Linked DNA regions of Danio rerio: region 1 is linked to region 2. A link is a contact called in public Hi-C data. All regions are on one chromosome and are shown on one strand. The core of a region is the stretch at or near the end of the contact, and the rest is flanking DNA. Distances in the headings are between cores, read along the strand shown.

The links. Hi-C and Micro-C count contacts between places; a contact is called where the count stands out from the background.
Region 1: a contact with region 2 is called in a Hi-C map of an unstated tissue, with 5 times the contacts expected there. The contact joins the promoter of tob1b here to the enhancer-like site in region 2. A contact is called at or near these places in 2 of 18 Hi-C or Micro-C datasets (caudal fin and an unstated tissue).

The regions. Positions count from the first base shown.
Region 1 is chr12:1,047,397-1,051,827 of GRCz12tu, forward strand. tob1b (transducer of ERBB2, 1b) reads right to left here and starts at 1,533. Exons shown (of 2, transcript NM_212974.1): 1 at 1,452-1,533; 2 at 1-453. The coding sequence starts at 349.
Region 2 is chr12:1,012,557-1,017,114 of GRCz12tu, forward strand. No RefSeq gene overlaps it. Among named protein-coding and RNA genes, the nearest start is that of wfikkn2b, 29 kb to the left of the region's middle. Within about 2 kb of position 2,340, at least 15 of the 62 cell types and tissues checked have an H3K27ac peak or open chromatin away from gene starts, as enhancers often do.

The sequences.
Region 1 (4,431 bases), core at 283-2,782, 34 kb after region 2:
TATCGTCAATGTATAGCACCTTAACGGCTCCCTTTTCTCCAATCTGATAGGACACCTCGAAAGGGTCGATCCAAACGCTGAGGTCCTGAGGCAAGTTATTGCGGACATCTTCGATGTCCAGTCCGCTTTCTTTGGCTGCTTCTTCAACGACCGGATCTACTTTTTCGCCCACGTGGATACACCTAAACCCGGATCCTTTATATGGCTTATCGGGGTACCAATGTCCTTCGTATTTCTTCTTTAACTGCCTCTCCAGCTCCTCGCCGAAAATGTTGACTCGCCTCCGTGGGAGTTTGTTGTATAGATAGGAAATGATGAAGTTCAGCGCTACTTGTATTTCAAGCTGCATAGCTGTTTTAGTCGAGAGCTGCGTTTTTAAGTGTCGAGTGCTGCAAAAACCTCCAAGGCAGTAGTGATCAGTGGGTGCTGGTGGATGATGGGAAAAATCGTCTCCTTGAAAAGGGGAAAGAAAAAAAAGGCAAGGTGTTCAGACTGAGCTCCACATTATGTAAACAAACACATCAAACCCTCCATCTGATCTGCTTTAAATTCAGCGCTGAGGGGGATTACATAACACGGATTCTCTTGCCTGCTTATTCCGTCAACTGTTGCGTAAAAACGCCTTTTATGCGAATTTAGGGCATCTGAGCACAATGCGACACAGCCAGGCGATATTGCGCAACAGATCGGCGATCGGATTTCCCGACGGTCGCGACCAATGGCGTGCAGCTCCGCTCGGGGCGTGTGTATATGTTGACCAAATTAGTATGTGTGATCGAATAAACATACGATACACACTGGATTCAATTTTCGACATGTATATTTGTTAGATTCCGCTGTAAACATGCGTCGGGCGTGTTTTAAACCCCGGTGAGCGTCGAACGCTCGGTTTGAGACGCGGCCATTATTATGATGAATATGGAATGAGAACATTCTGGATGCTTTGACGCGGTCAGGAGCGAAATAAACGAGCAAAACAAACAGCAAATGAACGCTTACTGACGGAATGAACTTTGGCACGGTGGATGTTTTGGGATTGTCGTGTGGTCAGCAGAGCTGAGAACTGCCCTGATCACACATTTCCGTAAAGCGCACACACACATACATACACATATAGGAGAGAGAGAGGGGCTCACATGACTATGAGGCGAATTCATCATGAAACGAACCATTTATCAAACACATCCAGCTCTCATATCAAGCAGAATATTAATGATCACCGTCTTGAAGCGATAGCTAACTGAAACTCATCTAAAAAATGATTATATCAGATCCTCGGTCTTTAACCGTCGACGCGTCTTATTTCCATACAATAAACCGGTTATATCGTCTTTTCGTGCTCCACCGAGCTCGACTGTCAGCTATATTGTCATGATCTACCCCTTTAAGGAAATGACATTGAAATGCAGCGATGTATTTACTGAATGATCACATCAGCGCCAGATACTTACATTAAACGACCGTGTTTCTTCTCCGCTTCGGTTGCTAGCTAACAGATGTCGACGGGAATATTCCAGTTGGGTTGCATGGATGTGATTTAGTCGATTTTATGTTGATTTGTCTTTTAAAGTCTGTTGTCAGGCAATCCGACTCCCCACTGCCTGGGAGTTTTTACAACTCTGCCCTTTAAACTCGGCTCTGGATCTGCTTTATAGCGCTCCTCCGCCACGGACATGATGTGGGCGGTGATGCGGTTTCCAGAGGTCAAAACCCCAGCGGTGCTAACGATTGGACGAGCGCGCTGACGTCACATGTTTGCCTCTGAATTCACCTTTCTGGTTGGCTTTGCGCCGCGTCAATAATCAAAGCGTCCCGCCTCGTGACCAATAAGCGTGAAGTACATTCAAGGCTGGCGTTAAATGTTATGTATTAAGTATCTTCCTCCCACACGCAGATCTAAACACTATAATACATCGCCTGTTTTATTATGGTTTATGGAAAACTCCTTAAGCCCTCATAAATCTGTTTCCAGTGTTGTGTGTTCATACGAGCTCCTGACAGTATTAAATGCTGTGAGAATGCTGAATGTGTGTTGATTTCAGCAGGTTGAATAGAGCGCGGAGGGACTCTGGTCATTTGTCCACTGGGCTGTGATTTGTCGTTTGTGTGTGTTTTGCGTCGACAGGTCTTCCTCAGCTATTGGCTGGCCGTGTTTTCGTCATCAGCGTGTATGCAAACACACGCTTGTTCAGGGTCTTCAATGTGGACCCCCAAATATAATAATCCTCTGCGAGGGACCCCAAAATAAAATGTCTTTCTGTAGAAGATTTACATTTATTTTTCTGGGTAAAAAAATAAATATATATTATTTGTATTAAATATTTATCCTGCATTTAGTTTACATTTATTATATATATTCTTTGTACTGTGTTGATTAACTGGTTTATTCATTTGTTTGCTTGTTTATACATTTAAATACATTTATTATTTTAATAATTTATTTAATAATTTATCTGAATCGAGCTGTATGATTGCAGCTTAAAGTAATGGTTAGATTATTTTAATTACAATGTATAATTATTTTAATTATTTATCAATTTTGTTTATCCTTTTTTTCAATATATATATATATATATATATATATATATATATATATATATATATATATATATATATATATATATATATATATAGATGAGCATTATCACACGAGTAGCAGGTGCGATATGGCTGTATATCGGCACTGCTGGGAGGCGCGCTTTGCCTCAAGGCTGCAGACCGAGTGCCTTAGTGTCCCACCAGTGCCGATATACAGCCATATGGCACTGCTATGAGTGTGATATTGCGTTTATACAACAGTTCGACAGCATAATCGTGTATATAAAAAAGATTATTAAACACGGAGAGTCTCAAAAACCCTTTTGTATGAGGAACTACTTTATTCCACCATTCATTCACATCTGTAGAGCTAGTGTTTGAATGATTCTCTAGCGTAATGTCTAAAGTGAAGACAAAACAGCTGATTTTGCTCACTTTTTAAGATTATAAGGCTGAACAGCATGAAATGTCGTGAGTCTACAGAGATTTCCCAGTATTTCTGAGTATGTGATATGAGTCCCATCTCACACTAAACACACTACAATTATATGGTATAAATACGGCACTACAACATACAAAAGAGAAAGATCGACTTGGAATACCTGTTTAATAAAGATTTGATCAGCTGTAGTTTGAAAATACGCAGATCTTTTTTTCCCCCTAAGAGCTTATTATGCAGTCTCTGTCGCCATCTGGTGGATGAACAACGTCAACGGTCTTTGCTCTGCTCAGTATGACAGGCTGATGGAGATAAATATTTTAAATAGGCACTATCTTAATAAATAAACTGCACAGTTGCAATCTAAACAACTGCTTTCTTGCCTGAATTGCCTCAAAAGTACATGATGTTGTCCAACAGCTGCAATATTTGTCAGACTGTAGTGAGTTTTTTAATCTGCTGTCACTCTGTGTGGGCGGAGTAATACACAAGAGTGAAGAGGCTGTACAAGTGCTGATATTGCAGAATATCACACGGCTATAAGCCAATCAGATTCGAGAACCAGACAGAACTGTTGTGTATTACTCAACATACACTATATATATATATATATATAATTACATTTTGAAATATATACATTGTACATATATAAATTTTTTAAACAGTAAAAACAATGAAAATTTTTTTAATTTTTAACATTTTTGCTGTATTTTGGATCAAATAAATACAGGTTTGGTGAGCATTAATGTTTTACTGTTCTAAAACCTTTGATCAAATATACTATACTATAAACTATACTATTGTTTTACTTATGTTTTTATCTTGTCTCTTTTTTTTGTCTGTCTGTTTTGTGCCAGGTATTTCAGTCTGTTTTAAAAAAAGAAAGTATTTTCAAATGTATATGGCTAAATCTTATGCATTTTTTAAAATTATGCAATATACCCAAGATGTGGCTAAACAACCTCACATGTCATCGTTATTTCTTTAAACATAGTTAAAACCATAGCAGCGTGCTTCTGTAATGCAGTGTAAATCAAAACCCAGCTCTTGATCAGTGCCGCATGCATATAGTAAGCTGATCCGCCGGGTTGTGTTGCTTTCTATAGCTTCAGGAATAGTACACAGAGCTCATATTTCATGTCTTGTAAGCCAAGCTCACATATGCAGGAGGTTTAAGGTTTTTGGCACAGGGAATTGTTATAAGCCCAACCAAATATAGGCTTTGTGTTCACAATATGCTGAGGAATATTGAAGACTCCAGGGCCCGAATTCACAAAGGCTAAAAGATGCAAAGCTCCTAATGCACAGATGTAGGAGAAAATCATCAAAATAATGGCGGTCAGGGCTAAATGTTAAACTCTTTTGCTCTCTTTTGCTCTTGCTGTGAGGCGACAGCACTACCTACAGCGCCACTGCGTCTCCATTTATGTATTCTGTATTTATATATTTTAGTA
Region 2 (4,558 bases), core at 1,090-3,589:
GAAGCAGCATTACCATAGCAACCACAGATTAACCACAACATATTAATTACTGTAGTTACGTTACCATGGCAACTGCAGAATCACCACAACATATTAATTACTGTAGTTGCGTTACCATGGCAACTGCAGAATCACCACAACTTATTTATTACTGTAGCTGCGTTACCATAGCAACCACAGAATCATCACAACATGTTAATTACTGTAGTTGTGTTACCATGGCAACCGCAGAATCACCACAACGTATTAATTACTGTAGCTCCGTTACCATAGCAACCGCAGAATCACAACAACATATTAATTACTGTAGTTGCGTTACTATGGCAACCGCAGAATCACCACAACGTATTAACTACTGTAGCTGCGTTACCATAGCAACCGCAGAATCAACATAACATATTAATTACTGTAGTTGTGTTACCATGGCAACCGCAGAATCACTACAACGTATCAATTACTGTAATTGCGTTATCATAGCAACTATAGAATCACCACAACATGTTAATTACTGTAGCCGTGTTAACATTGCAATCGCAGAATCATCACAATGTATCAATGACTATAGTTGTGTTACCATAGCAACTATAGAATCACAACATTAATATGGTTGTTACCATAGCTACTATAGAATCACCACAGCACATTAACTCAAGTAATTTACTATAGTATCATAGTTCAATAACACTGCGGTATTTACTGTAGTATTTGTGGCGTGGGTGGCGATCAGCTTAAGTTGCTCTGCTCTTCCAAATTAGGTTTAATTAACAATAGGGAACGTTCTGGTTCAGTGAAAGCAAATAATTACTATTCAGATAATGTTGTTTACACACTGGGAAATTAACCAAAAATGTTACCTGGAATAACTTGATGGAGACCTTGTTAGAGACGAATGTGTGCCCGCTGGCCAAATACATGCATTTAATAAAGAGTAAAATAAAAAGCAAACAGACTGCCAAACTGTGTGGGGTTTGATACCCAATCCTCCTATAGCGCATGTGTTTGGACTGTGGGGGGAAAACAGAGCACCCAGAGGAAACCCACACCAACACAGGGAGAACATGCAAACTCTACACAGAAACACCAACTGGCCCAGCCGAGGCTCGGACCAGCGACCTTCTAGCTGTGAGGCCACACACACACACACACACATTATATATATATATAAGTTCACACTCCCCTTCCACATTTAGGCTTAAAAGCTGTACCTAATAAGCTGGGCCATATATTATAAATATAATTTATTTATTCCAAATCCTTTCTTCACATGCTCTGGCCCTTTAAATTAAGCTATTCTTTTATAAATAAATAAAAAAATAAAAAAATAAATAAATATATAGACGCTGGCATGTGTGAAATCAGTCCACTGCGCATGTCATGTTCTGAGCCCACCAGTAGATGTCAGTGTTGTACAGATTGTGTTTCAGGAGTGGATAATTAATATTACAGGCCAGATTGATTATTGACATTTGCACATGCACTAGAGAAAACAATGAGGATTTACTTCTTTCCCTTTAATAGAGTGAGATATAAGAGTAAAGATACACGGAGGAGCTGCCGTTTATATTTATATATAAATGATTTATTAAACAATAAGGAAAATATATATATATATATATATATATATATATATATATATATATATATATATATATATATATATATATACATATATATAAGCTATTTTAAGGTAATAATTGGTAAATCATATTTTATGTATGATTAAATATTAAATACAGTTCATTATTTAAAGTTTAACACTTTATAAAGCTGTAATTAAGCAATTTAAGTTGCAAAGAAAAGTCAGCAGTTTGGGTAATGCCGAAGGAAGTAATTAACATTTGTGAGTACAACATTATCCCAATAAAATAAATAGATTTCTTGTATATTCTATGTTGTGCTTATCATGAAAATCATCCGAAATTACGTCACATATAACTCCAATTTTGACATGTTAGACCCAAATTCATTAATAAGGAGGCATTTGGGGGGGATTATCATTAAACTTAATACCTAAATTATATTCAGATTAGGATTAACACAATTTTGATGTAATAATCTGACTAATGAGTCAAATAAAAAAGCTGTTCGACCTTCGACCTTTCTTAATGTGTTACATAATAATTACACGCACACCATTATGTGCACTTGTGTCTTTATATCTAATGTTTTGGCACAGACACCTCCAGTTTTACTCACTATCAGCATCATTAAGCTGTGCACGTGCTCCTCCTGCTGCTGCTGTGACCTTTGCTCGTGTTTACAGTCTGAGCATCATTGTTTGGGTGCAGATAATACTCTCGCGTGTGTTTCACCTGAGGGCCGCAGGGTGTCGCTGCCGCGCTGCTTGTGTTCATAACCAAACCCCTCATCTCTATGCATGAGTCTGGCTTGACGTCACCACAACACAACATTGCGGCATGTGAGAAGCCAGTTATTGCATTTATTTTTGGCACAGAGCATGCTGGATCTGGAATAGAGTCTGCTGAAGGAGTGCTTCTGTAGTCATAATCCAGCGGGAGCGAGTCTAGGAATAATCCCAGCTAACAGAGACTGCAAACCTCTCTGTATGCGACAGATCATCTGTCCTGTATCCCTCTCTCTCTCCTCCACCTCAGTTCATCCCTGCTCGCCTCTTACATAATCACTTTCACACTTTTCACTCAGTCAGCTGCACACTTATTCAGAGTCACTCACTCACTCACTCACTCATTCACACACACACACACACACACACACACACACACACACACACACGCACACTCACTCATTCTCTCACTCACGCAATCACTCACTCACTCACTAACTCATTCACTCACTAACTGACTCACTCATTCACTAACTCACTTACTCATTCACACACTCACTTATTCACTCACTCACTCATTCACTCACTCACTCACTCACTTACTCACTTACTCACTTACTCATTCATTCACTCACTCACTTACACTCACACACTCACTCACTCATTCACTCACTCACTCATTCACTCACTCACTCACTCATTCACTCACTCACTTACACTCACACACTCACTCATTCACTCACTCACTCATTCACTCACTCACTCACTCCTTCATTTACTTACTCACTCATTCACTCACTCACTCACTCACTAATTCACTCAATCACTCATTCACATACTCACTCATTCACACACTCATTCACTCACTCACTCATTCACTCACTCATTCACTCACTTATTCACTCACTCCTTCGCTCACTCACTCACACTTACTCACACATTCACTCACTCATTCACTCACTTGCTGGCGCAATCACTCAATCATTCACTCATTCATTCACTCACTCACTCATTCACACACTCACTCATTCACTCACACTCACTCACTCACTAACTCACTCATTCACTCACTTGCTGGCGCAATCACTCACTCACTCATTCACTCATTCATTCACTCACTCACTCATTCACACACTCACTCATTCACTCTCACTAACTCACTCATTCACTCACTCACTCACTTATTCACTCACTCATTCACTCACTCACACTCACTCACACACTAACTCACTCACTCACTGATTCACTTATTCACTCATTCACTCACTCACTCACTCACTCATTTACACACTCACTCATTCACACACACACACACTCACTCACTCACTTACTTATTCACTCACTCACTTATGCACTCATTCACTCACTCATTCATTCACTCACTCACTCACTCACTTATTCACACACTCACTCACTCACTCACTCACTCACTCACTCACTCATTCACTCACTCACTCACTCACTCACTCACTCACTCACTCACTTATCAACTCGATCAATAGCTGAATCATTCATTCATTCATTCATTCATTCATTTATTCATTCATTCATTCATTCACTTACTAACTCATTCTCTCACTGTGGAAGAAAGTAGTTGCTCATATGAAAGGGTTTTTGAGACTCTCCTTGTTTGATTATTTTTTTATGTACAGGATTCTGCTGTCGAACTGTTGTATAAACGCAATATCACACTCATAGCAGTGCCATATGGCTGATTATCAGAACTGCTGGGACACTAAGAGTCAACGCACGCCTCCCACTAGTGCTGATATACAGCCATATCGCACTGCTACTCGTGTGATCATGCTCATATGTCTATTAATACACACGTGTCTTCATGACTTTGAGTGTTAATAATTGTGTCGAGAGCTGGAATCTGTGATATCTCTCCGGTAACTCTACAATTCATTATTGATGAGGTTTGTTCACTGTAGCAAAGTCTAGTAGATGAAGACGCTATTGGGCAGTGCCACAGGCTGTGTGTGTGTCTGTGTGTGAGCAGATGCTATATTTGGCATGGTCATGCTGATGAACACACACATCCTCATCATCTTCATTAGCTCAGCATATTCTGGACTTGTTTTTTTTTTTTTTTACTGTTTTGCAATAAAGATCCTGCATTTCCTTTATGGCTTTCAGAATCACACACACACACAAACACACACACACACACACACACACACACACACACACACACACACACACACACACACACACACACACACACACACACACACATCAGGCCAGTTCTTT